Regions from separate parts of the Mus musculus genome. Here regions 2, 3, 4, 5, 6 and 7 are each linked to region 1. The links are chromatin contacts, called in public HiChIP or PLAC-seq and promoter capture Hi-C maps. All regions are on one chromosome and are shown on one strand. The core of a region is the stretch at or near the end of the contact, and the rest is flanking DNA. Distances in the headings are between cores, read along the strand shown.

Region 1 (3,482 bases), core at 492-2,991:
GATCCTCACCCAACTAAGAGAAAGATGTAGCTTTCCACTTAAACTTCTGTAGACCTCCCTGTTGGCTCTAACAATTTCTGTAAGAGACCTCTACTCTTGCACCCATACTTGGGTTCACCCAACATGAAGTAATTAACAAAACCTTTACTTTAACATAAGCAAGCAAACAAACAAACCTTGAAACATTCCAAACCCCTCATTGATATCGGATGGTCTGAATTAAGAAAAAGACCAAGACCAAGACACAATAAAAGATGATACATTTGTCCTATTCTTCCAGACAGAAAAACTACTTAAATGGTTAATTACAGAGAGAGTTTCAGCCCTGAGCAAACAGTGGGTACTCTGAAGCAAAAAATGGCTTCACTCCCGACTACTTTGTCAGCTCTCACCAGGGATCAGAAGACAAAGTGGAGTAGATGGGGGGGGGGGGGCGCGGGGGGATGTCCTCTGAAGGCTCACTCTGCAACTTCCATTCTTCCTACTTTTATAGTAATACTATGAAAGAGGGACAGAGGAGTTTAACGACTGGCTTCTGGTCAGCCTCCAAGCAAAAAGCACCTGGATGGGTATGAGCCTGGAAAAATTACACATACAGCAGTGGTCAGCTTCCTCAGTCACCAAGCTGACAGATCTAGTTCACTTGCAGTGAAACCATACCTTGGCCAAGTTATAGTCAAGTGCTGGCCCTCTCCACAAGTGCACAAAGGAAGAATGGTCTGGAATAGGCTGGTTTCAAATATGTGTCCTATGCTTAAAACCCCTGGGCTTCAGAGACCTTGTTAAAGGCCAGGACATAACATCTGCCAAGCTTACCATATGCAAAACATGTGCTGGCCCTTACCTCAGTTAACCCTTCAGTAAACCTGTACTGCAGATTTCACAGCTTCCATCTGACAGACGATCCATTACAAAAAAGTCTAGAGAGGACCACATAGCTAGGAAGCAGATAGGAACCAGTGACAGGGCTTCCTCTTGAAGAAATAAGATGAGCCTCCGCCTAGTCCCCCGTGTCACCCACACTTAACGTCCTGAGTGGCACTATGTGGCTCCCGGCCTCCCTTAGTCTCTTGATTATCCCTGGGGCTGCTCACTTAGTCCGCTGTCTCCCTAGGTTGCAGCACTGGGAGGTCAAACAGCCTCAGACGTCCTGACAGTGCCACCACTACACTTTCCTCCGCCTTCCCCGCTTCTATCTCCAGAGTCCCGCGCAGCCCTCGTACTGCCGAAGCCGAAGGCCGGCTCTCTCTGTGGTCCAGCAGGATTATACGGACCCCACAGCAGGGCCGCGGACACCGCCACAGGGTCGAGAACCGAGCCGCCGGGAGAGCGCGCGCGGCTAGGAGCGCCCGCCTCTCACTCTCCTCAAAAGTAAATTGGAAGAAAGTCACTTGGGCGGAAGAACTTTCGCAGGCCCCGCGAAGACCGACGACCGACAGTGCCAGGTGCCCGACTCGCGGCCCGTCGATTCGCGGCGAGGGACCGCGGCCTCTCGGGACAGCGCCTCGGGGACCGGGCCTCTCTCCCGCCGGCCGGCCGGCCGGCCGCCTGCCCGGCCTCCCAGCACCCCGCAGCGGCTGGCCGTCCTTCCGTGCCCCGGCCCCTCCTGGAACCCGCTGCCCGCCGCCCTACGCTCCCTACGTTCGCCGCCGCCCCGCGCAGCGCCGCGCTACGCCGTCCTCCGCCACTCACCCCATGAGCCAGTCCATGGCTGCGCGGAGCCCGCGCCTCGCTCGGCCTCAGCCCCGCCGGCGGCCGGAAGTAAACACTCGATGGCTCCCGCCCGCTGCCGGACGTGACGCGCGCACGGCTTGCTGGGACGCGTAGTCCCAGCGGCCCCTGCGGCGATGTCCCGAGTACCTGTTCTGGAGTGTCAGGACCTTTCCCCATCGCCAACCTCGGGGCTTCGAGACCCAGGAGCATCCTGTATCTGAAGACCATCCAGAGTTTCTGGATCACCAGAGTGAGAATAACTTCAGAGGGCCCCAGAAACCCAGACGCCCGGAACTCCAGAGTGCCTCGGACTCGCAAACTGCCTGTCATTGCGCAGTGCCCTGGATCCTGGAGTATCACACCCCCGGTGTCTCTAGAGTGACCCCGGTGTTGCACACCTCTAGTGTTAGGACACTATAGAGTGCCTTGACCCCAGGAGTGAACCTTACCACCAGCGTGCCTGAATCTGTGGAATGCACAGACCCGTGGGAGTCTGAAGTTCCTGGGACCTGAGTATCCCTGACCCCAGTATCCCAGACCTGGGAGTATCCAGACCCCCCAGGCTGGAACATCGGAGTTCCTCTGCTCTGCAGGATGTGTTCCTTTCCTCTGCAGTGCCTCACCCCTTGCTGCTTACATCCCTCCTGATGTCCATCTTCCCACTGTTATCATCTTTTGCCCACACCTAGTGCCTCTGCCAGAACTGTTCTGACCACACTTGCCTCTTCTGTGTCCCTTAGCTTTGCTGGCCGTTCATTTGCATCCCAGCTGCCCGCCCCAGTGGACATGATTGTCCCCTTCAATCCCCATCTGTTCCCTTCCTCTATGTGCTGTACCCTCTGGCTCCTGGGTGAGCCTCTATTATCCAGGATACTTCTCTCCAGCGAGTAAGTCTCTTCATGATCCAGGGTATCTCTCCTATTGTCCGCTCTTTCCAGAGCCTGACCAGTACTAGGAACTCATTGAATACTTTTTGAAAGGCTGACTCTCTATTCTCTACACTGGAGAGATGCTTGCAGGAGCACACAGTTGAGCAGAAGGATCACAACAACCTAACTCACTAGTGTCTTCAATAGAGTGTCATGAATATCAGGCACCAGACAGATAACACCTTCAGGCCAACTGCCTGCTGTAATACAGCTGTCATATACTTGAAATGGGATTCACCTTCCCCAAAGAACCATTCCAGGATGCTGGGAAATGTCCAGTCCATTCCTTCTTTATAGCATGAACAGTCAGGCACTGGGAGTGGGTGGGGTTGCAGTTTTATCAGCAAAAAATACCTGAGATGAAACTGAAATAATAATGAAAGATCTGGAGAGGGAAAAGTCCCAAGTCAAGACCATATCAGGAGGAGAAAAATCAGGCCTGTGTTCTCCTCTGTTTCTATTCCTATGGATGCCCAGTCATACTGGATGACTTCCCCACACCATAATCACTTTGCTTTAGCCAGACGTCAGCTGATTACCTTGCAGTGTGGCCTTGTCCACTGCTTCCGAGGAGCATCAGTCATTGGTGAGCTAGTCTGCTTTTGACTGCCACCATCTGCCATCAGCTGCTGCACTAGATTGGGTGTCATGAGTTGTGCTAGTCTCTTCCAGTTTCTAATGTGGGACAGTTGAACGAGCTGTTTAATGGCCTGTGCCTCTATCTCTTTTCTTATATGTATTTAAAAAAAAAAGGTGTGTGTGAGTGTGTATGTGGGTATGAATGTAGGTGTGTATATGTACCATGTATGTTTGCTGCCTGCAGAAGCCAGAAGAGATCAT
Region 2 (3,482 bases), core at 542-3,041, 940 kb after region 1:
TGCCCATTCCGTGGCTTACATCATCCTGTGTGTTATTGCAGACGCACATTTTGACAGAGAGCCTATGGGAGTGGGGCACCGACCCTCTTGGGGGGGCTCCAGTTCTTGAAGTAAGCAAACACTTGCTCCTTTTCAAAAAGTGGCTGACAGAGTTTCAGATGGCTCTTTCTTATCGTGTATTGATTTATGTATGTGTTCCTGGGGCAGGGTGTAGGTGGAGGCACGTGGAAGCCAGAGGTCAACCTCAGGTGTCACTGGCTGGCTGGCCAGTGAGTCCGGGCAGCATCGTCCTGCCTCAGCCTCCATGGCACTGGGATTACAAGCATGCGCTGCCATGCCTGACTTCTTTAACATGGGTTCTGGGGTATCCGACCTCAGGTCCTCATGCTTGCACTGCAAACACTTCAACTGAGCCCTGTCCCCAGCCTGTGTATTTTGAGGTGGGGGTCTCACTGAGTGTGTTAGGTTAGCCTCTGACTTGCTAATACCTTCCTGCCTCAGCCTCCCAGGTGCTGGCTGTGGGAAGCATGCTCTGCTTTTGTTTTTCAATCAAATATGGCTAGTTCACCGAAGGTCAATACAAACAGACTTCCTCCATCTTGAAACGCCTATGCCTGTTTGCCCAACCCCTGGACATTTCCTGAGATTTGACTCTATCACACCCTTCCCCTCTGTGCCAGTTATGAATTGGTTAATGCCATCAGGTCGGTCATGAGACACATTTGCCACTTGCAGAAGTCCTGTTTGGGGATTAGTCCCAGGAGGACTTTGGGACATGAGGTCTAACCAAACACTAAAGGTTTTTACGTAGCTGGACAGTTACAGGTTAGTACACCCTTACAACCAATGCCATGCCTTATAACCATAGGTCCTTCTCTTTCTGCTCCCCTCAAGACTCCACCCCTCCCCATGCTGCAGTGTAGCCCAGCCTACCCAAAGGGAGGCCTCATGCCTACAAAAATCCAGTTATCTTGGGCCAGGCCAGAGCAACAGCTGGTATAGAAACTGCCCCCCTTCCGGCCTGCCCTTCTTCCTTCCCCCAACACAGCCACTAGGTTACAAGGGTTGCTGACAGATAGGAGGACACAATGATACCTACTGTGTCTGCTGTGGTCTGAGGTCCCCACCCACTGGGGAACCACAGAAGGGAGGAGAGTAAAGAGGAAGGGAGGAGAGGGGAGGTGAAGGGAGGGGAGAAGAGAGGAGAGGAGACGAGGGCAGAGAGGAGAGGAGCTGAGCACCATGGGGCACTGGAATCGAATCAAGATTGCCAAATGCCAGATACTGATCACCAACTTCCTAGTCTTGGTAACATGCATGTGGGGCAGGAGTGGATGGGTGGGCAGGCAGGAGAGGAAATAGTTCACCATGCCCGGGCTTCCAGCACTGTGGTCTTCCCTCCTGCCACACCACAGTCCCTCAGACTGGTTCTGGGTCCCTGGTGGCCACCTTTAGAGGACTGTGAACATCTGTACCTGATGTCCTTGTAGGCAAGGGTCAGTGAAGAGCCTGGGAAAACCTAGGTTGGCTGGTGACTTAAGAGTGTGCAAGGACTACCCGGAAGGGGTGCTGCTTGGGACCCAGAGACTGGGACTGCCAGGTCAGGGACTGCAGACGAGTCTCTGCAGACAGTTTGATATGAGCTCCTGGGTCTTCAGATGGGAGGACACAGCGATACCTACTGTGTCTGCTGTGGTCTGAGGTCCCCACTCACTGGTGAACCACAGAAGGGAGGAGAGTAAAGAGGAAGGGAGGAGAGAGGAAGTGAAGGGAGGGGAGAGGAGAGGAGAGGAGAGGAGCTGAGCACCATGGGGCACTGGCTAGTGTGTTTTCTACTTATCTCTGTGTGTAGTACACTATCTGTGAGTGCCTGCCCACAGAAATATGTAGGCCTCCTGTAGCTGCCTTGTTCCTGTGCACCAAGGAAGCTGGAGGGAGCCAGGCTGGGGGCCTAAGAAGCCCAGACCCTATATTCTGTCAGGGTGAGGGGCCTCTGCAACTCCCCAGCGCTGACAGTGAGCCCACTTCACCCTCAGCTGCTGGGCCTCTCTATGGCCACCATGGTGGTTGTCATTCACTTTGGAGACCACTTTACTGTGATTGGCCATGCATCGTTGGAGAGGAACCCCTATGAAACACTGCGCTATTGGGGTAAGTGAGACCAGAAATGGCTGTGGAGTGGAAGTGAGAGGGCTCCAGGGCCAAACACATCTGGGAGGAACAGACCTTACTCCCCAGCCCTAGGCTGCCCAGAGGAGCTGGCTTTGGCCAAAAACCAGAGGTCAGGAGTAGGGAGAGGCAGCCCCAGTGTCTGGGTTGGACTAACAAAGGTGGGGAGGTTTAGGCGACAGCAGGCACTCCTGCCTTGATTCGCCTGCCCCATAGCAGTGGTGAAGCTGTGGCAGGGCCCAGATCTATGTGTTCAGGGCAGGGATCTCCTGGGGCCCACTCAGGTGGGCCTGTGGGGCTTGGCAGGGAATACCATATACAGAGGGCAGAAAATGTGCAGCTAGGACCCAACCTGCCAGGGTGCCTCACTTCCACAAGAACAAGGCCACTTTAATAAGAGGAATGCAAGGAATCTAGGAAGGTCACCACCCAGTAGGAAAAAGTGGAAAACTGAGGCCCCTGAATGGGGGATGGGTAGCCCCAGTCCCTGCCTTCCAAGGCACTAGGCCTCCCTTAGGCAGGAAGCCTGGGGCCTGGGCCTGCACTGATAAGGTACAGCCTACACTGTCACCTGTCACTAGAGTATGGGGATGTCCTTAAAGATAGTCTGTGAGGCAGGGAGGACAGGAGGAATGGGGGAAAGAGTACTGTCTCTTAGCTACCTTCTCTTCCCCCTTCCTTCTCAGCCTCAGGAGGACAGGCTATTGGGCTATGGACATTCCTTCTTTTGAGCCAGAGATATGTGCCTTTTGGGACCTCCCCGAAGGTCAGTTCTAGCTCTGTGACTCCCAAAGTAGATAGATTTCAGATCCAACCTCTATGCCCAGTCCCCAGGCTAGATTCCATACCCTCTGTCTTTCTCTTCCCACAGCCTTCTATGTGGGGATCAGCCTAGCGGGGCTCCTGAGCCTGGGAGCTGCTCTGAGCACCATAGCCACTGTGAGGGAGGCCCATGGCCTCATGGCTGCGGTAAGTTCCATGTGCTGCCAGACGACCCCGGCTCCCAGACCTCAGACGGGGACAAGAGCTGGAGAGGAATAAGACCAGGGAGCTGCCTGACCCCAGCAGAAGTATCCAGAAAGAAGCAAAGGTCAGGGGATATAGACCAGTGAGTCCCTCCACTTACACAGTCAGGACCTTCCACTTGCTCAATCAGGACCCTCCTACCTGGACCAGTCAAAAAAAAAAAAAAAAAAAAAACCTCTACCTGGGTGCTGCAGGGCCCCTGAAAGAGAGAATTGGCCCTCTCTGCCCTGGGGTTATCTCTAAAAACCCCAGAAGGGCTTGGTTCTGATACCTAGCCAGGTCTGGAG
Region 3 (3,482 bases), core at 678-3,177, 910 kb after region 1:
CAGCTGTGAAGAAGATAAAAGGTGTCAATGTGTACGGACACCGCCCCACCTCCCAAGGCGCAGTAGGCAGTTTCGTTTGCTTGATTAGTTTTGGAGTCTCAACTCATGGGTGCCTCGATCCGCTCAGAGGCGCCGACGGGGGCGGGGCGCACGCTCAGAACCTGCCCGCCGTGACTCAGGGGCCCGCTCCAGCCGACTCACTCCGCACCCCGGCCTAGGACGCGATTTGCAATGCAAACTCACCCCGCCTCCAGCACCCGACTCGGCCAGGCTCTGACAGCACTGGGACCTCGCCGGCCCGGCCCTGAGGCCGCTCCCCTCCCCTGGCCTCCCCTTCCCCCACCCACAGCAGAGCTCTGAGAGGAAGTTTTGCAATCCCGGACAAACAAACGCCGGTCTTGCTCAGGCTTGAAAAAGGTTGAGGAAAAATGAAGCGTGCGCGAAATCCAAGTGATCGCCCCAGCTGAGTCCTGGCTGCACAGGGTCCCCGTGGCGCTAAGTGTCAGGCCCGCCCACCACGTGTCTCCCTTACTGCTTCGCCTCCCCGCCGTCCTGGAACTTACCTTAGGGGGGTGGGATGCTCAGTAGCCCCCTAACCAACTGGAAAAGTCAAGCAGCTCCTGCTCCATCGGGCTTAGCTCTCCCTCGCAGCTGCTTTCCTCCGACGAGTAGGCGGAGCGCGGGGAGGTAGGCTCAGAGCAGCCCAGGCGGTCCGGGGACGGAGACGTAGAGGCGCAGGACAGAGACGCGCTGGCAGGGGAGGCAGAGGGCTGCGCGCACTCATCGGACGGCGGAGTAGCGGGTGTTAACAGCCCCCCAGCGAGCGCGGCACGCACCGCGTCGTGCTCTGCGAGCAGCCGCTGCAGCGCACGAATGTACTCTACCGCGGAGCGCAGCGTCTCCACCTTACTCAGCTTCTTGTTGGCGCCGCCGTGCGGCACGTGCTGCCGCAGCGCCTGGAAGCCCAAGTTTACCAGCTTTACGCGGTTGCGCTCGCGCTCATTGCGGCGTGCCACGGCAGCCGAGCTGCTGCTGGCCTCGGTTGCTCCAGATCGCCGCCGCCGGCTGCAGCGCAGCAATTCCGGAGACGCTTGTCTCCGCCGAGCAGCGCAGGCTCCAGCGACTCCAGACGAGGTGGGCATGAGTCTGGGCAGCGCGCCGCCGTCCATCAAGCTTGCATTCAGCCCCTGGGCCCCTGCTACGAGTTCTGGTGCGGCACAGGAAAAGTGCTCGCGAGGAACCGGGTGCGGTGGGAAGTGGACGTTTGCACCTTCACGGGCCTCAGGCAGGGCACTGCTGCAGGACTCCCTAGGGCACGCGTCGCTGGCCTCCTGCAGTCCTGGGACCCCGTACCAGTCAAGGTCTGAAAGAGTAGGGAAGCGTGGTACTCTCGTGTCCCGCGCGTGCTGTCAGGCGCTCCCCAAGTCTCCCTTTACGCGGCTCAAGCGGCTCCTTTTTTTTAAAAAGTATAGATAACTCTCCTCCGCCCGCCACCGCCTCCTTTCTCACGCCCTCCTTCCTTCGCCTCGCCCTCCCGCCACGCTTCACCCTCCCCTTGGCGTACACATTCTGCAAAGCTGACACCGTGCGCTTCCACCCCCACCCCTCCCGGGTGCAGTTCATGGCCTACTGACGTGCTTCCATGCTCCGGGCAGATGCTTAGCTTATTGCGTCCTCGAAAAATCCTCGAGTGCAGATCCCGAACTGCGCTCCGCAGGTCCCGCACACTCAGGGGCTGAGAGAGGGTCCGAGAGAGGGTCCGAATGTACTCTACAGGCACCTCCACCCGTCCTGGTGCTCAGCCCTTAAGCCCCAAGAGCTGCCAGGTCTCCGCACACCTAGCGCTTGCAGCCGGATGAAGAACCGGACCAAGCTTTGCGGTGACCAAGAGGTAGGAGGCAGAAGAGCGCGACCCCCTAGGGTAGCACGAGCCTCAAACCCGCACCCACGTCCCTCCCCCTGGCGGAGGAGGCGGGAGCCGGGGTCTCAGCCAATCTGGGATCGCCCGTTTGGCCAATGACAATTGGCGCGGTCCTATGCCGGGGCCAGAAGGAAGCGTACGCCTGGCGCGTGGCTCCAGAGATGGGGGAGTGTCTCGCACAAGGCTCCACGCCCACTCCGCCCCACCCTGCTCCTCCACCAGGACCCGGTGTCCACGCATTGCAGGAGCACACCTGTGCCCCTTGAGTGTGAGAAGGGCTTGAGGAGTGGTTCAGACCAGTAATGGGAAATTTCATGTTCCTGGGCACCTGTACCCATTTAGCCCCTCATGCACACCCCATGCCTCTGTGTTTTCAAGAATCCCCAGGACCGGTTGCCCTGACCTGAGAGAATACAATCAAGTCCACTCCTTTCTCACACTGTCACCCATCTGCACCTTACAGCCAGCTCTCCAAGTCTGGGTCTCTTTTCCTAATGGTGAATCTACCCAGACTAGTTTTTGTTCGGTTCCTGGACTTTTTGTTCAATAACACTTCTTCGGATTCCAGCAGACCTCTCAGTCCCATCCTTCCCCTGAGGCCGGTGGAGGGAAGGTTGAAGGGGAAGGGAAATGCACTGACCTTGTCAAAGTCTCAGTTTTGCCCCATTGTCCCAGAAGTGTGCTCTCAAGGCCGTAGCAAGCCCAATTTTTCCCTCAAAGGACTAGGTAGGTGCTTGGGAGCCAAGCAAGACCTATAGGGTTCAAGTGGTCTATCCTGTGGGTAGTAACCTGGAGTTACTTTCTTTGTAAATATCCGACTGGGGGAGGGCTACCAAAACCAGGCTTCTCTCTGCTTTCGCACTGCCTTGGAGCATGTACTGCCAGTGTGGGGCTGCCTGCAGGTTCCATGACTCTCCAGGATTCGTCAAGGCTGTATCATCCTAATCCAGCCTTTTGATAACCTTGCTGTGGGAAGTGGGCAGTGAGTCGAAATTTCCCGGGTGTCTGCTAAGAGCACTTGGATAAGTCTAGTCACTTCTCTGCTGTTTGGAGCAATCCAGTTGGTCTGGGGAGATTGTTAAGTAAAGCACTTGCTGTGCAAGTGTGAGGACCTGAGTTCAAATCCTCAGAACCCATAGAAACCCAAGATGCCAAGAAGAGAATTCCTTCAAACTTCCAGGCCAGCTAGCCCCAGGACTGCAATAATGAACAACAACGTCTATCTTAAACAGGCTGGAAGGGAAGGACCAACATCCAAGATATCCTCCAACCTCCATACACACTGCTGTGCTCATCCTTGCACACGCAAGCATGCACACATATACAGAAGAGATGGAAACAGTTTGTATCCTGGTGCCCTGAGGAGGTTTGATCTGCAAACCCTCACTGTACGGAGACCACTGCTGCCCTGTTTCCTCCCTGCCTTTCCCTAAGTTGTTTTTTGTACTTTTCCTCCATTTAGGGGTGGTGGTGGGAGAGTCTCCTGAAGCTTAGGTTAGCCCTTAATTCACTACATAGCTAAGGATGACTGTGAACTTCAGAACGTCTATCTTCTTCTTAT
Region 4 (3,482 bases), core at 284-2,783, 890 kb before region 1:
TCAGGCCCAGCCTGCAAAGGATCCAGGCAGTGTATCACACTAGGAAAGCTGGGACAAACAGGTTACAGGCTCTGACAACCTGAATAAGCATGACAGGCACTGGCTGTGGAAGGATGTATCTGAGGCCTAGAGACAAATACCCATGTCTCCACATTCCTAAGCAACTATCTGTCAAGCAAGCTAGCCTGGACAGCATGTGGGTATCCTGGAAGGCTTGAAAGAAGAGATCAGTGCTGTGCTCCTAGCACTGAAGGGAGAGCGGTACTAGGTTCTGTTTAAGAGAAACAGAAGTCACTTCAGCTGCTCTCTATAACAGTTACCGAAACTGGCAAACAGCTCTGTGTGAAGTTACAGTGCCTGGCACAACATGGCTTTACTAACGGGGTCTTCCCCTTCCTTCCCAGGGCTAGGAGGATACCCCCTTAATGCTAACCAGGAGCACTTTACACATATTGACACAAGGGCTAGTGACAGGGAAAACTGAGGCAACGGCAGAGATAACTCACTGTGGACATATAGCCAGGGCATGGAGAAACCAGTTAGCCCCACCCACAACTCGCCAGGGAGTAAAACCAGCACTGCCTGGATCAGATGTGTCATCCAAAGCCAGTCATCACTAGGGCACTGCCACTGGGGTGGGGTAGCTACAGTACTTCTAGTCACAGGTGCAACCCACACCTGCTCTCTTATGCACTACAGACTACAGGGTCCTAGAGTATCTACCTTTGAGGAAAGCACAGGACTGGACTTTATGGGAGGCAGGGTGCCAGCCAGTCCTGACGATCATCTGAGGTCAGGGGCAAGGGATGTGAAAGAACCCAGGCAGCTGGTTCTTCTCCCACACTCCTCCCCCTGTTTGGCCTTGGGACCAGGCAGGAGGTCCCACCAGCCTGGCTTAGAAGCATGATTCAGGCCTCTGCTTTGATGTGATTGGATATTGCTAACTAGCTGCTCCTAGCTGTTGGGTTAATCCTAGGATCTGAAGACACCCTCTTTGGGCCTTAAAGTGAGCGAGCGAACAGGTCGCTGGCGACGGAGCTATGAGGTCAGCCTTCAAGCACCAAGCAAGGCTCCTCTGAGGCACAAATGTGTCACCCTAAGGGAGGAACAGGCCTCAGAGACTCGCCGGGCCCGTGATCCCGCCCCCGCCCAATTTTTTGATCCCTCAAACCTTCTGGTCCAGCCGCTCTGCCACGTATTAAGAGGGCCAGGAAGGGACCCGAAAAAAACTCTCAAAGGCAGCCGGGCGCCCCGGAACATGGCCCTTGCTCACCTGGTGCCGCTGCAAGAGGTCCCAGACGATCCGTTTTCTTCCGCCCAGGGCGGGGCGTAGAGACTTTCGCCGCTTCTCTTTCTCTGGCCCCAACTAGCCTTTCACTTTGCCTACTGGAGACCGCCCACTAGGTCTGTCCCTCCCACATGCAGGCTGCACTTTGGGAACAGAACTTGACAAACCTGAGTCACTTCTTTGAGCCTGACTAAAAATACGTAAAATGATCCACAGCTGCCACGAAATGGGTGTGACTGTGATGAGAGCTTCTGGTATGAACACACCCATCTCTCCTACAGGCCGACCAGGTTTTCATGGCTAGAACAGTGTTCATTATGAACAGCCTTTCTCCCTGGGGATAGGGCTTGGGATGTCGAGAGCCTCTGATGCATGGGGCTCTCAAGCATTTCGTCACTAAGCATTTCTGATATTTGTCTTAAATATCGTTTATATATGAATGCTTCATCTGCATATATATCTGTGCATCGTGCCCAGGAAGGCCAGAAGAGGGTATCAGATTCTTGGGGAATGGCCACCATTCAGGTGTTGGGAACTACACCTGGGTGCTCTGGAAGAGCAGTGTCCTAAGCCATCCCTCCAGCCCATGTTTAAACTTTGTAACATACTCCCAAGTTATAGGATTTGCTTTTGGTTTCTGTATTTTTGAAATAAGGTCTTGATGTGTAGCCCAGGAGGGCCTTGAACATGCAGATTTGCTTCCTGAGTGCTGGGATTCTAGCACTGTGGAAAAAGTCAGCATTGAGAGTTTGTCACTCAGGAGCCCTGCTCTCTTGCACAAATGGCCACACACACCCTTGCCAAGGAACTGGCATCCATCCACCTAAGTGTTTGTTAAACACTTGTCATTTGCCAGATGCTGTTCTGAGTCCCTCCGGGAACTTTAATAATACAAGTAAAGGAGAGTCTAGCAGGCCAGCATAGGAAATCAGGAATTGTGTTCCCTAAAAGACCTGGGACAGGGAGCCCTGAAGGGAGAGAAGGAGGCAAAGAGACAGGCAAGAAAAGAGGCTGGAACTCAGCTTCATAAACCCTGTGCAGTGGCCACTACAGACAGAGCTTAATCTTCATCGCTGCAGAGCCATCCTCATGGAACCAATACCAACAACTGACCTGTGAAGTTGGGGATCAGTTCTTTGGGGAAAGATTAAAGCCTGCCCAATTAGAAGGAAAACTTTGGCCAGCCAGCCTTTATTTGTTGCTGCCATGAAGGAGAATTCCTGAAAAGAAGCTGTATCTACAGAGACTGGCTGATTAGAGTTTCAGTGCTGTGGAGAAATTGGGCTGGTGCAGTTCCAGAGGCTGCCTTATCCTGGGCTAGTTCTACCCCTCTAGAACAGCTCTTCCTTGCCTACCTGTGTTGCAACTAATATCTTGTGATCAGGCTGGCCTACAACTCACAGAGATGTGGCTTCCTCTTCCCCCTGACTGCTGGTAGGAAAGGCAAGTGTCACCACACCCAGCATCCTTTTGGAATCCTTTAGCAGACCAGTAGCTTCCACTAACCAAAAGCCAAGAATGTCATCAGTTGGCATCTTGGACTTACAGAAAAGCTTCCTTCCTCTTGTTGTACCAATCTCTCTGATGTACCCTTCAATGTACTTAAACTTGCCTTGTTTACTACTATTTTCTTCTGTAAAACTACAAAACGTCATGAAACTACCTCCATGGGAACACAGAATCTGGAGTAACCTAAATCTGTGTTCTCAGGCCATGGTCACTAACAATGACTCCAGAATAAACTATCTCTTATTCCTTTTAAGGTGAGAGCTGTAGTTGTTTTCATGGATACTGAGTACCCACAGACAAATGGCAGGGGCTACCAACTTAGGAGCCTGGGTTCAGGCAAGCCATGTGGCTGGCAGGTACAATGAGTTTCTAGCACCATACCAGGACCTCAGAACAAACTAAAGACAAGCACCTGCCTTCCTTCTACCAGCATGAAAGTGAGCTTTCTACAAAGACCACACCCAGTGAGGAAGGGTGAGAAGTGAAGGGGGCAAGGGCCCCTGGGTGCTGAGTTTGCACAAACTTTCCTGGAAGCTGTATGGGAGAACTCATGTGGGTGGGTGGGTAGGTGGGCCCCAGTATAGTCCTGAGGATCCTCTTAGGAAGCGGCGGAGATACTGGGTGAAAGGGCAAAGAAAGGTTTATCTTTTGGAGGCTCCAAAAGTTTCCTCCTGCAGACACTTGA
Region 5 (3,482 bases), core at 269-2,768, 830 kb before region 1:
TGTTCTGGAACTTGCTATGTGCTCCAGGCTAGCCTTGAACTCACACTGGTCCGCCTGTCTCTTCTGAGAGTAAAGGTTATGTCACCCTGTCCAGCCCCAGATCCCTTCTTGATGTATGTGTTTGCTTCTCCTTTTCTTGTTTTCTTCAGTACCCTACCCTTGAGTTTCTTTGTAGAATCTGGACTTTTTAGCACTGAAAGTCCCAGGTTCCAAAGCTGGTCCCCACTACCACCACATTTTATCTCCAAGGCAGCCTTTTGTCCTCTGCTCTCTGGGGATAACCCTAGCTTTCCCTCTTCTAAGTAGACTCCTATCTCCTCATCTTCATATTCTTCCTTCCCTCTCCTCCCTGCCCCTCTCATCCAGTTTCTCAGTAAATCTACAGTCTGTCTTCTCCTCCTTTCTTTTTCTTTTCTTTTCTTTTCTTTTTTTTTTTTTCTTTCTTTCTTTCTTTCTTTCTTTCTTTCTTTCTTTCTTTCCTTTTTTTTTTTTGTTGTTGTTCTTGTTGTTTTCGAGACAGGGTTTCTCTGTATAGCCCTGGCTGTCCTGGAACTCACTCTGAAGACCAGGCTGGCCTTGAACTCAGAAACCCGCCTGCCTGCCTCTGCATCCCAAGTGCTGGGATTAAAAGCGTGCACCACCACTGCCCGGCTACAGTCTGTCTTCTATTCCTATCAAAAGCCATCCCTTCTGAGCCACAGTGGTCCCTGGACCACAAAATGGGCAGTTGAGTCCAGTGAGCCATGATTGCCACCTGTTTAGTACCTCAGTGTCCTCTGATCCCCTCAGCCTCTAGGTCAGTCTCAGTTTTGTGGGTCTGAATTTTCCCTGAGTCCTCTCATGGTTCTTCCCCTAATCCTATTATGCTCCATACTTTGACCCCTCTCACCAGGCCTTTATGCGTACTAGGCAAGAAAGTGTCCTACTGCCAGGCGGTAACCTCTAGTTCTGTTCTTTCTATTAATTATCTGTGCCATACAATTAAGTTCTTCACGGTGTTCACAAGTTACTGTGCCTCTCCTCGCCGGGCTGAAGGGGACGGAGGAGCTCGTATATACAGGATCCATCATGATTAACTGCATACTGGAAGGGAACCTGAAGACCCAGGGGACATCCTGAAGCTTTTCTCTAGCGCTCCTCCAGCCGCGGGCTGCAGTTAAGTCCAGCCACCAGGAGGAGGCGCTCACGGGAGGGCGGGACGGTTGTGGGCGGAGACGTGGTCCCGGGGCCGCTCCCATTCATCGCGGCGGATGGGGAGTCGGACTGTACCAACTGCATGGAGGTGAGACCCACAGCCTGGTTTAGTGCACTGGTGAGAGCTCGGACAGCACACGCTCAGCAAAACACTGCTCTCCTCTGACAGTACTTGTGATGGGCTAGTCGGTGTTCTGAGAGGAAGGGGACGCGCTAACGTCTCGTCATCCTCCGCCGCGAGTTCCTCCCCGTTTTGGCCTTAGTAGTTTCCACCAACGGGCAGGGCAGAAAGTTCCGGAAGAGTATGGGTGCACTTCCGGGTCGGGGAGCGCGCGGCGACGGCGGCGGCGGCTGACCGGCCTACTTGCGGTCGTGTTCGGACAGAGGCGGGATCGTCTAGGAGCGTCCGGGAGGCGCGAGGTTCCCGGGTACGTGCGGTAGCCGCTCTGGCCCGGTGTCCCTGTCGCGTCCGGCCGCGCGGGCCACCTATGGTGGCCGTACGCTTTGTCTGTGGCCTTCCGGGCCGGCTAGGCCTACGTCGCTCTGGCCGCGGGTCGGTCCGGAGGACGAGAGGGTGGCTGAGGCCTCGAGCTGAGCCCCGGAACGTCCGGCTGCGACCGGGAGGCCCATGGGCGTGGTGCCGGCCACCTGTCTGGTCATGCGGGAACCTGGACTGGTGCATAAGAAAGGTGTGACCCCTAGCTACCTGGTTTTCTGTCCTGATGGCCCTCGCCCTGGCCAGCACCATCTGAACTTGCCCAAATTGTGCTTGATGTCGCGATTATCGTTTTCCTTAGTTCGAGGAGCCCTCCCAGCATTCTCGAGTAGGCACCACTGTCGGAGCTTTACAGCCATAGTTCGGAGAGGTAAAGTCACTTGTCAGTGTTACATCGCTGCAGAGTGGCAGAGCCAACATTGCTTTCAAACCTGTCTTCCTGTCTTGTGTTTGAACCCCGGGTTGCTCCCATCGTGTCTTGAAAGGAGTACTCTGCAACAGAAAACAGTAACGTGTCTGGCGACTGTCATCTTGGCCAGTGGTTGGAAGCACAGTTGGAGTTTGAGATTGACTTGCAGCTCGGCATTCCTCCTTTCTCCCCATAGACCACTCTATACTCATTCCTCTGGGAAGAATGCTGAGTGAAAAGGGCAACCTGTGGCGTCACTCAGCACTGAGAGAAAGCCAAGACTTGTGTGAGTGAGGTTCACAGAGTTCCTTATAGCTCCTCTTTTCTGAAAACTGGGACCATGACCGAGGTCCCCGTCATGAATGGGCCAAAGCTCTGTGTCTATCTCAGTCTGCATTTTCTAATATCAGAGACGGTGTGTTTCAGCAGGAGTCTGTGGCAAATTCTCTGAGCACCAGGTAGACGTAAGATAGTTTATCAGAACTCTTCTCCCTTTACTGTTCCCAGGCAGGAGCAACATGTGACAATTGACATTCCTTAAGTTATGCCCTCTGTGTTTAGAGACCATCAGCTCTTCTCCTGGCCTTTGACCTCTTGGAGAAGGGTTTCGCCCTTCCCTGTGGCTTTGAGTGGATAGCCTGTGTGTTCTTGAGGCCGATGGACCTCTAGGATCTGGGGCCCCTGATCTTGAGCCCTATTTTTCAGCTTTCTTATGCTGTTTTGTTTTGTTTTGTTTTTCTCTGACTGTGGACATTAGGTTTGGTGGGAAGCATAGGGTACCACAGGATAGGCTAGTGAGTTTTTGAATGAATTTTCTGTGAAAGGGGCTTCCTCTGGAAGTAACTGGGAAAGTTAGGTGGCACAGAGGAGTAAAGACCACATATATGAATAGGTTCTTATTTGGGGAACTAGAGCTTGGTACAGAAGGAAGGTCATATCTAGTGACATTTATGATCCTTCTTTCTCTCTTTTGTTTTTTGTTTTGTTTGTTTGTTTCTGAGACAGGGTTTCTCAGTGTCTCCCTGGCTGTCCTGGAACTCATTCTGTAGACAAGGCTGGTCCCAAACTTAGAATCCGCCTGTCTCTGCCTCACAAGTGCTGGGATTAAAGGTGTGCCACAACTCCCTGGCTCTCTCTCTTTTGTTTTTGAGGCAGGGTTTCTCTGTGTAGGCCTGGCTATCCTGGAACTTGCTCTGTAGACCAGACTGGCCTCAAAGTCAGAAGAGTGAAGACAGGAAGTCTTTTAAACATTGTTCTTACAGGCTTGCAAAGGAGGACTAGCAGGTGTTCCAGCTGACAAAGTCAGGAGAGGGACAGCCCAGCATCTTCTGCCTTTCAGCCTGGGCCACAGGAATGCCATAGTCCCCAGGAACTTCATCTGAG
Region 6 (3,482 bases), core at 657-3,156, 790 kb before region 1:
TGCCCCAGACTCGGATTCCAGTATGTGGCTGTACTGCAGAACCTGAAGCAAGAGGTCCCCGGCATCACTAGAAAGCAGAGGGCTTGGGGTTTGGAGCCCAGCATTTTCTCTTGCCAGAAATGATCCTGGGGACACACCCTGTAATAGACAGCATAGTGGTAGGCACCTGCCGATCCCCCACACCTAGGAAGGATGGACCAGATGTACCTGTGTGGGCAGAGCATTGCTGAGGCTCACTTCTTCCCTATTTTCCGTGGCTGGGCCCACTGAGGGAGAGGAGTGGGGAGGGGAGATTTGGTTACGATGCCCAAGCAGTTCCAAAAGTTCTCTATTTCTCATACCCTCTGTTCCCAAACCACCAGGTACCTCACTCAGCCCAAGGCTCTGACTTAGCAGGAAGTGTGCACTCCCCCTCCACCCCGACACACACACACTTTGGAAGGAGAGGAACTGAATCTACAACTAGTTTCAAAAACCACAAATCAAACCATTGAAACCACCAAAATGACAGAGGCCATGTACCTCCCTGGCCCATCCCTGTTTGTGGCACTGCTCACCAGTAGATCCAAGCTCCCGGCTAAGTTCGTACACCTTATGCGGATCAACTGGATCCCCTGAATTGTCTTGGCGCAAGATAAAACGCCCTGTGCTGTGGAGTGCACAGCGGAAGTTGGTCTTCCAGCCTCTTCGCTCTCTTCGCTCAGCAGCCTCAGCCTCTGGGGGTGGCAGGTTAACTCCACTAGGTGGCCACCTCCCTCGGGCCACAGCCCAGGCCTGAAGGAGAGGAGAGAGCATGGGTTGAGGCTGGATTCCCCCAGGAGTTCTGGCAGATTATAAAGAGGGCAGGACTGGGTACCACCTTGAAGATCTGTGCATCTTCTTCATCCAGATCCCTACGACCGAAATGCTTCCAGGGTACGCGGAAGACTGTGCGAGCCTCGTTCAGCCACTGCAGCCCCTCGTACTGGCCGCTGCTGACCTCCCCCAATAGCCAGTCTCCAAACAGCACTCGCTGGACCCCCCTGCAGGCAGAGCAGCCACGCTGGGGTTAGGGCTAATGTAAGGGACACAGGACCCAATACAACCAGGGTAGACATGTTCTCACCTCACTTCAGCCATTGCTCCGTCTACACAGGCAGTCTGGGAGAATCAAAGTAGATGCTACTACTCTGTGATGCCTTGTAGTCACTGGAGCAGTCAGCTATTGCAAATAAGGCCCCTTGGGTGCCTCTATGGTTTTAGGTTGTAGCCACAGATAGTGTGACCAAGTTTCACAAATGTGTTTTAAACGTTACAAGTGTTGGTAACAGGTAGGAATTTCAGTTTCACAAGTGTGACCCAGGTATTAGGGTGTTGAGGGTCACAGATGAGGTTTGAGAACTTGTGGTCACCTAGGTTCAGAACTCAGTGTAGATTCCTCTGCCAAGGTGGCTGTAGATGTGACTACAGATGTAGCGGGAGCGCACACGTGATGTCACAGGTGTTAATCCAGCGTCCGAGCCTGGATGGGCTGTCACAGGCTGGACCCTGCGAAGACACAAAAGGGGCGGGCCCAGACGAGTAAAACGAAACTGCATCTCAGGAAAATGAAACCTAAACAGTCTAAACAGCGCCCGGTAGCTGCTGGCTTCCCGCTGTCTCCACTGTCTCCATGCCTACCAGTGCAGTCCTCAAACTACACCCGACCCTTACTCAGATCCCAATCCCTGCAGACCCAATTGCAAATCCTGCCGGGACGTCTGCCCTCCTGTTTCCCCCGAGCTTCTCTTCACTGCCCTTCACTGATCACTCACTACTCTGTAGAGGGGACAAGAATTTCCCCTGTGGCACTAGCTCACCTCCCTCCCCGAGTGGCCCAAGAGTCCCACATACCTGGTACCGGAGCCGCCGGGACGGGTTTTATCTCAGTGAAAAGGAGGGTGCCAGTGCTTTTATAGTACTTCGGGCAGAGGCGGGGCAGAGCCCAGGCAGGGTGTGGCTTAAGGGCTCCAGACGTCACTAGGGTGTCACTAGTTTGTAGCACTCAATTGCAAATCCTTCCCTCCTGTTCCCCCCCCACCCCCCAGCTTCTCTTCACTGCCCTTCACTGATCACTCTCTCAGATTCAGTCTTCCAGGCTCTTTGTAGATTCAATGAGAGAGGCTGACCCTGCTTTGGACAGAACAGCCATGTCTTGGAGGACAGTAAGAATAGTAAGTAGGTGGAGGTCTATCTGCCAGGCTCAGCCCCTGGTGGAAGTGTGGGAAAGGTCTTTCCCCAGGACCTCTTCAGGAAAGCACATTGGGACAAGGCAGGGATACCCACAACAGTCAGTAGGTTTTGTTTGTTTATTTGTTTTGTTTAGCTGGCTGAAAAAAATCTTAGAAAGTGGAGTCTAAAGAGAGACTATGGTACAATTTGGCTTAACACTGAGAATGGTACAGATAAGAATATACCATCTGGGGGCTGGTGAGATGGCTCAGCAGGTCAGAGCACGACTGCACTTCTGAAGGTCCTGAGTTCAAATCCCAGCAACCACAAGGTGGCTCACAACCATCCGTAACAAGATCTGACTCCTTCTTCTGGTGTGTCTGAAGACAGCTACAGTGTACTTACATATAATAAATAAATAAATCTGAAAAAAAAAGTAAACTGGGCATGGTGGTGCACGCCTTTAATCCCAGCACTTGGGAGGCAGAGGCAGGCAGATTTCTGAGTTCGAGGCCAGCCTGGTCTACAAAGTGAATTCCAGGACAGCCAGGGCTACACAGAGAAACCCTGTCTCAAAAAACAAACAAACAAAAAACAACAACAACAACAACAAAAGTATACCATCTGGGAAGAATATACCATCTGGACAGAGGTTGAAGCAGAAGGATTGAGGCCAACCTGTGTTATAGAGTAAGACCCTGGAAGCTGAAGAGGCAGCTCAATAGTTAAGAGCCCTGGCTGCTCTTCCAGAAGTCCTCAGTTCAATTCCCAGCAACCATACGGTGGCTCACAACCATTTTTAATGGGACCTGATGCCCTCTTCTGGCACACAACTAAATATATATAATATATCTCCACAGTCAAGGGTTGTGTCCATCCTTCTTCAGAGAATCTTTTGTTTTGTTTTGTTTTGTTTTTGTTTTTTGAGACAGGGTTTCTCTGTGTAGCCCTGGCTGTCCTGGAACTCACTCTGTAGACCAGGCTGGCCTCAAACTCAGAAATCCACGTGCCTCTGCCTCCCAAGTGCTGGGGTTAAAGGCGTGCGCCACCCACCATACCTGGCCAAAGAAGCTTCTTATTGCAGTGGGTAGACCTTTAGGGAAGGGGGTGTCCTTTATTCAGTGATTAAATTGTCCTTGTTCCAGCTGGGTCAAGAAGCTAGAACTAAGAAATAGCTTAGTGGTTAGGGGCACGAACTGCTCTTCCTAGACAACAGGGGTTCAAATCCAGCACCCACATGGCAGCTCACAACTGTAACTCCAAAATTTGACACTGTCACATAGACATGCATG
Region 7 (3,482 bases), core at 532-3,031, 670 kb before region 1:
CTAGTCCTCTAGCACAATGGTTCTCAGCCTTCCTAATGCTGCAACCTTTCAATGGAGTCAGTTCCTCCTTTTGAGGTAACTCCCAAAGATAAAATTATTTTTATTGTTACTGCATAACTGTAATTTTGCTACCATGATGAACCAAAATGTAAATATCTGATATGCGGGCTATCTGATATTTGACCCCACCCACAACCACCTCTGCAAAAGGGTTGTGGCCCACAAGTTGAGAAACACTGCCCTAGAGGCAGCCTCTGTGGCCCCTAGTATATAAAAGTCCATCTTCCAGTGAACTTGAATAGAGTCAGCTGGAGCCAAGTATGGTGGCCCCTGCCTGTAATCTGAGCACTTGGAAGGCAGGGGCAGGAAGACCAAGAGTTCAAGGCCAGTCTCCTTTCAAAGAAAAATCTATTTTTAAAAGATACTAAAAAAAAAAAAAAAAAAAAAAAAAGTGTGTTGGTTACTTTTTTTTGTCAACTTGACACAGCTCGGATTTTGCAGGAGGAGGGAACTTCGAATGAGAGAATGCCTCTGTCCTCAAGATTAGCAAGTCAGTCGGCAAGGCTTTTTCCCTTTGGCGAGTCTGGAGCTCCCTATGTAAACCAGGCTGGCCTTGAATCCACCTGCCACTGCCTCCAGAATGCTGGGATTAAAGGTCTGTACCACCTTGCCTGGCTCCGTTTTTAAGAAAAAATTAATTTTAAGATTAATGATTGATAAGGGAAAGCCCATAGCACCACGGTGAGTGGTGCCATCCCTGAGCAGGTGGTCCTGGAAGTTCAGGGCTGTAAAGAAAGGAGGCTGTGCAAACCAAGGGAGGCAAGCCGGTGAGAAGTTTTCTCCAGGCGCCTTTCTTGCAGTCCTTGAGTGATAGATTGTTACTTGGGAGGGTAAGGTACAATCAACCTCGCCTAGTTGCTTTGGGTGGTGGTGTTTATCACAGCAATAGAAAGCAAACTAAGACGAGTGGTAAACAAAATATTAACAGAAAATATCCGGCATACACATATATGTGTAATAGCTTGAGCCAGCATATTCAAAGAACTGCAAATCAATAATGGGAACACTGTAAAAGAAACTGCCCTTACTATTTTTATTCATGACTGAAGATTCAATTCCCCATCTCAACTTTCTCAAACTGCTGCTTATTCCAGACAGACTTCCAGCCAGGGGAGATGCAAAATCATGGGCAAGGGAAGGATCACCCAGCAGCTTAAGGCAACACCAGAACCACTCCATCTGGGAAGCGGAAACTGGTGGCTTTGCCAGAAGTCGCCCATGGGGCCATACACCTGTATTGATTCTCAGACTGTGCTTTAGCTTGTCTGCCTGTAAGCAGGGGCTGCACCGAGCTTGACTTATCGCGATCAGCAGAGAGGGCGCAGCTCCCAGTCCCTAAACTGGGAGTAGGGGAGTCCCACAGCTGGAGAAAGGGTGCACTTCTGAAGCCCCTGTAGGGAATGCACAGTTGGAGGCAAGGACCCGCTCAAGGATTAGCATGGGTGTGGAGCGAGAGCGCTGCCACCCATCCATCCGTAGTCCGTGGGGTCTGAGGCTTACTGAGCGCGCGTCTCAGTAGAATCCGTTGTCTGTTCATTCTACGCATCCGAGCTCTAGAGGGGTACAAAGAATCCACTCTCCTTGGACTGGTAGAAACTAACCACTCGCTACTGGGGAAGAGAACTCCGACCGTGACACGGGGCGTGGTCTATGGCAAGGTCTCCAAGTACATGGGCGGGGCTCGTCGTCAGGCTTCATTTAGCTTTGCTTTGATTGGCCAGGACGCGCGGGGCATTGTGGGTTAGCACGCACCGGCTACCGCCTCAGCTGTTCGCGTTTCGCCATGTCGGGGTCCCCGGTAAAGCGCCAGAGGATGGAGTCCGCCTTGGACCAGCTCAAGCAGTTCACCACCGTGGTGGCCGACACGGGTGATTTCAATGGTAAGAGGACGCGGTGCATGCGCCCTATTTAAGCTGCTGCGCCCCCAATTTTGGAACCAGCACCGGTGTGGGTGTCAGGGGCGGGGCCTCGCGGGCGCTGGAGCTGGGATTGGTGAGTTTGCGGAACCTTCAAGGATCAATAGCTCCTGGGCTATTGGTGACCCTGGGAGCCCGGCGCGAAGCCTCGGTGGGTAGAGGTAGTCCGAGAAAGTCTCCCTGACCCGGGGTGCCCCCACCCCTACTCCCAATTCCCTACGATGACACAGGCTCAACTTTGGAGCCAGTGCAGTCTGCAAGACTGGACACCATCTGCTTTTTGCAGCCTGTTGCACTGGTTTTCCACATGCAGCTGGTTACTCTCTATGGGCAGTACACAGCATGGCTGGAGTCAGACCAGTTGCACACACTAAATCAAATGGTTATCATTGTCATACTTCCTTCTCTTTTGAGACTGGGTCTCACAGTGTAGCCACAGGCTGTTCTGGAACTCCTGGTAATCCTTCTATCTTAGCCTTAGTGCTGGATCAGGCAGTGCCACCATGCGCAGCTCCAGTACTCAGATTTTCCTGGACTTGGTAGGGACGCGGAAAACAGGTGGAAAGACTTGTGCTGTTAGTCTTGCTCTCATCCTTGGAGGGTGGTGGAGGTGATCTCACATGTGCTGTGAGAAAGACTTTCAGGAAATGCTCCGTGTGAGCTCAGTACAAAAGCACTTCTGCTCTTTTCTGCTTTCTCACGGTGACTTGAGAAACAGGCTTTAATTCCTCATGAGTAAGTGCATTGTTTATCTCTCAGAGAGTCGCAGAGAGTGATTAGGCATATTTGGGCTGCTTAGCTATAAAGGACAGACTTGATGTGGGTCTAATAGCAAACCCGTCTGACACAAGCTGTGTTCGTCAGCTTCCAGAAATCCATCTGGGAGTCCTAAGGTTTTTCCACTGTGTGTGTAGTGCAGAGTTTACCGGCTAATGTTTGTGAAGAGAGCAAGAGACAGGCATGGTAGCTCACACCTGCATTTGGGAGGCAGAGGCAGGCACATCTTTATGAGTTGGAGGCCAGCCTGGGCTACATGGTTCCAGGCTAGCCTGAGCTACATAGTAAGAGCCTGTCTCAAACAACAACAAAGAGCCAAAGAGCACATTCATTGACAGTGTGGCTTAAAACAAATAATTATAAACATTGTCAGATTCAAAATCTATTTTATATACTTTATTTATTCAAAGTCTTTTTTTTTTTTTTGTCAGATGGTAAAGGTTTCTTTTGGTGTTTATTTGTTTGAAGACAGGGTTTCTCTGTGTAGCCCTGACTTTCCTGGAATTTGATTTATAGACCAGGCTGGCCTCGAACTCACAGAAATCTGCCTGCCTCTGCCTCCTAAGTGTTGGGATCAGCATTGTGCACCACCCCTGCCCAGCTGTGGTGAGGGTTCTTCACCCCTTGGGTATCACAGGCTCCTGAAAATAGAGTTTCCGAACGCTTTTGACCCCTTTCATTTTCCTCTGAACCTCAGGGTCTTTGGGCCTTAATGCTCAGCTGGGGGTG

Evidence for each region. Promoter capture Hi-C pulls out the DNA fragments that hold promoters and counts their contacts. HiChIP or PLAC-seq counts read pairs in DNA pulled down with a chosen protein or histone mark.
Region 2: a contact with region 1 is called in a promoter capture Hi-C map of fetal liver, with 2.4 times the contacts expected there. The contact joins the promoter of Tspan32 here to the promoter of Mob2 in region 1. A contact is called at or near these places in 3 of 39 promoter capture datasets (the C10 cell line, erythroid cells and fetal liver) and 2 of 115 datasets of contacts at active chromatin or transcription factors (memory CD8 T cells and pancreatic cancer cells).
Region 3: a contact with region 1 is called in a promoter capture Hi-C map of liver, with 2.3 times the contacts expected there. The contact joins the promoter of Ascl2 here to the promoter of Mob2 in region 1. A contact is called at or near these places in 6 of 39 promoter capture datasets (cranial neural crest, embryonic stem cells, hippocampal neurons and 2 more) and 1 of 115 datasets of contacts at active chromatin or transcription factors (microglia).
Region 4: a promoter capture Hi-C map of pre-B cells shows a contact between it and region 1, with 3 times the contacts expected there. The contact joins the promoter of Rnh1 here to the promoter of Mob2 in region 1. A contact is called at or near these places in 2 of 39 promoter capture datasets (liver and pre-B cells).
Region 5: a promoter capture Hi-C map of pre-B cells shows a contact between it and region 1, with 2.4 times the contacts expected there. The contact joins the promoter of Phrf1 here to the promoter of Mob2 in region 1. A contact is called at or near these places in 3 of 39 promoter capture datasets (fetal liver, liver and pre-B cells).
Region 6: a contact with region 1 is called in an H3K27ac HiChIP or PLAC-seq map of microglia, with 4 times the contacts expected there. The contact joins the promoter of Irf7 here to the promoter of Mob2 in region 1. A contact is called at or near these places in 1 of 115 datasets of contacts at active chromatin or transcription factors (microglia) and 1 of 9 other capture datasets (adipose tissue).
Region 7: a contact with region 1 is called in a promoter capture Hi-C map of pre-B cells, with 6 times the contacts expected there. The contact joins the promoter of Taldo1 here to the promoter of Mob2 in region 1. A contact is called at or near these places in 1 of 39 promoter capture datasets (pre-B cells), 1 of 484 Hi-C or Micro-C datasets (B cells) and 1 of 115 datasets of contacts at active chromatin or transcription factors (pancreatic cancer cells).

Annotation. Positions count from the first base shown.
Region 1 is chr7:142,059,293-142,062,774 of GRCm38.p6, forward strand. Mob2 (MOB kinase activator 2) reads right to left here and starts at 1,742. Exons shown (of 5, transcript NM_028308.2): 1 at 1,693-1,742. The coding sequence starts at 1,709.
Region 2 is chr7:143,003,868-143,007,349 of GRCm38.p6, forward strand. It overlaps Tspan32 (tetraspanin 32), which reads left to right and starts at 1,792. Exons shown (of 8, transcript NM_020286.3): 1 at 1,792-2,151; 2 at 3,041-3,138. The coding sequence starts at 2,052.
Region 3 is chr7:142,967,337-142,970,818 of GRCm38.p6, forward strand. Ascl2 (achaete-scute family bHLH transcription factor 2) reads right to left here and starts at 1,928. Exons shown (of 3, transcript NM_008554.3): 1 at 1,635-1,928; 2 at 564-1,363; 3 at 1-3. The coding sequence starts at 1,644. The coding sequence ends at 582.
Region 4 is chr7:141,167,403-141,170,884 of GRCm38.p6, forward strand. Rnh1 (ribonuclease/angiogenin inhibitor 1) reads right to left here and starts at 1,534. Exons shown (of 10, transcript NM_145135.3): 1 at 1,274-1,534.
Region 5 is chr7:141,227,270-141,230,751 of GRCm38.p6, forward strand. Phrf1 (PHD and ring finger domains 1) reads left to right here and starts at 1,519. Exons shown (of 18, transcript NM_001081118.1): 1 at 1,519-1,622. It overlaps Gm51460, which reads right to left and starts at 2,347. Exons shown (of 1, transcript XM_030243134.1): 1 at 937-2,347. The coding sequence starts at 1,942. The coding sequence ends at 1,454.
Region 6 is chr7:141,264,518-141,267,999 of GRCm38.p6, forward strand. It overlaps Irf7 (interferon regulatory factor 7), which reads right to left and starts at 1,907. Exons shown (of 10, transcript NM_016850.3): 1 at 1,873-1,907; 2 at 1,106-1,527; 3 at 860-1,022; 4 at 558-774; 5 at 208-266; 6 at 1-138. The coding sequence starts at 1,119.
Region 7 is chr7:141,390,379-141,393,860 of GRCm38.p6, forward strand. Taldo1 (transaldolase 1) reads left to right here and starts at 1,782. Exons shown (of 8, transcript NM_011528.4): 1 at 1,782-1,940. The coding sequence starts at 1,844.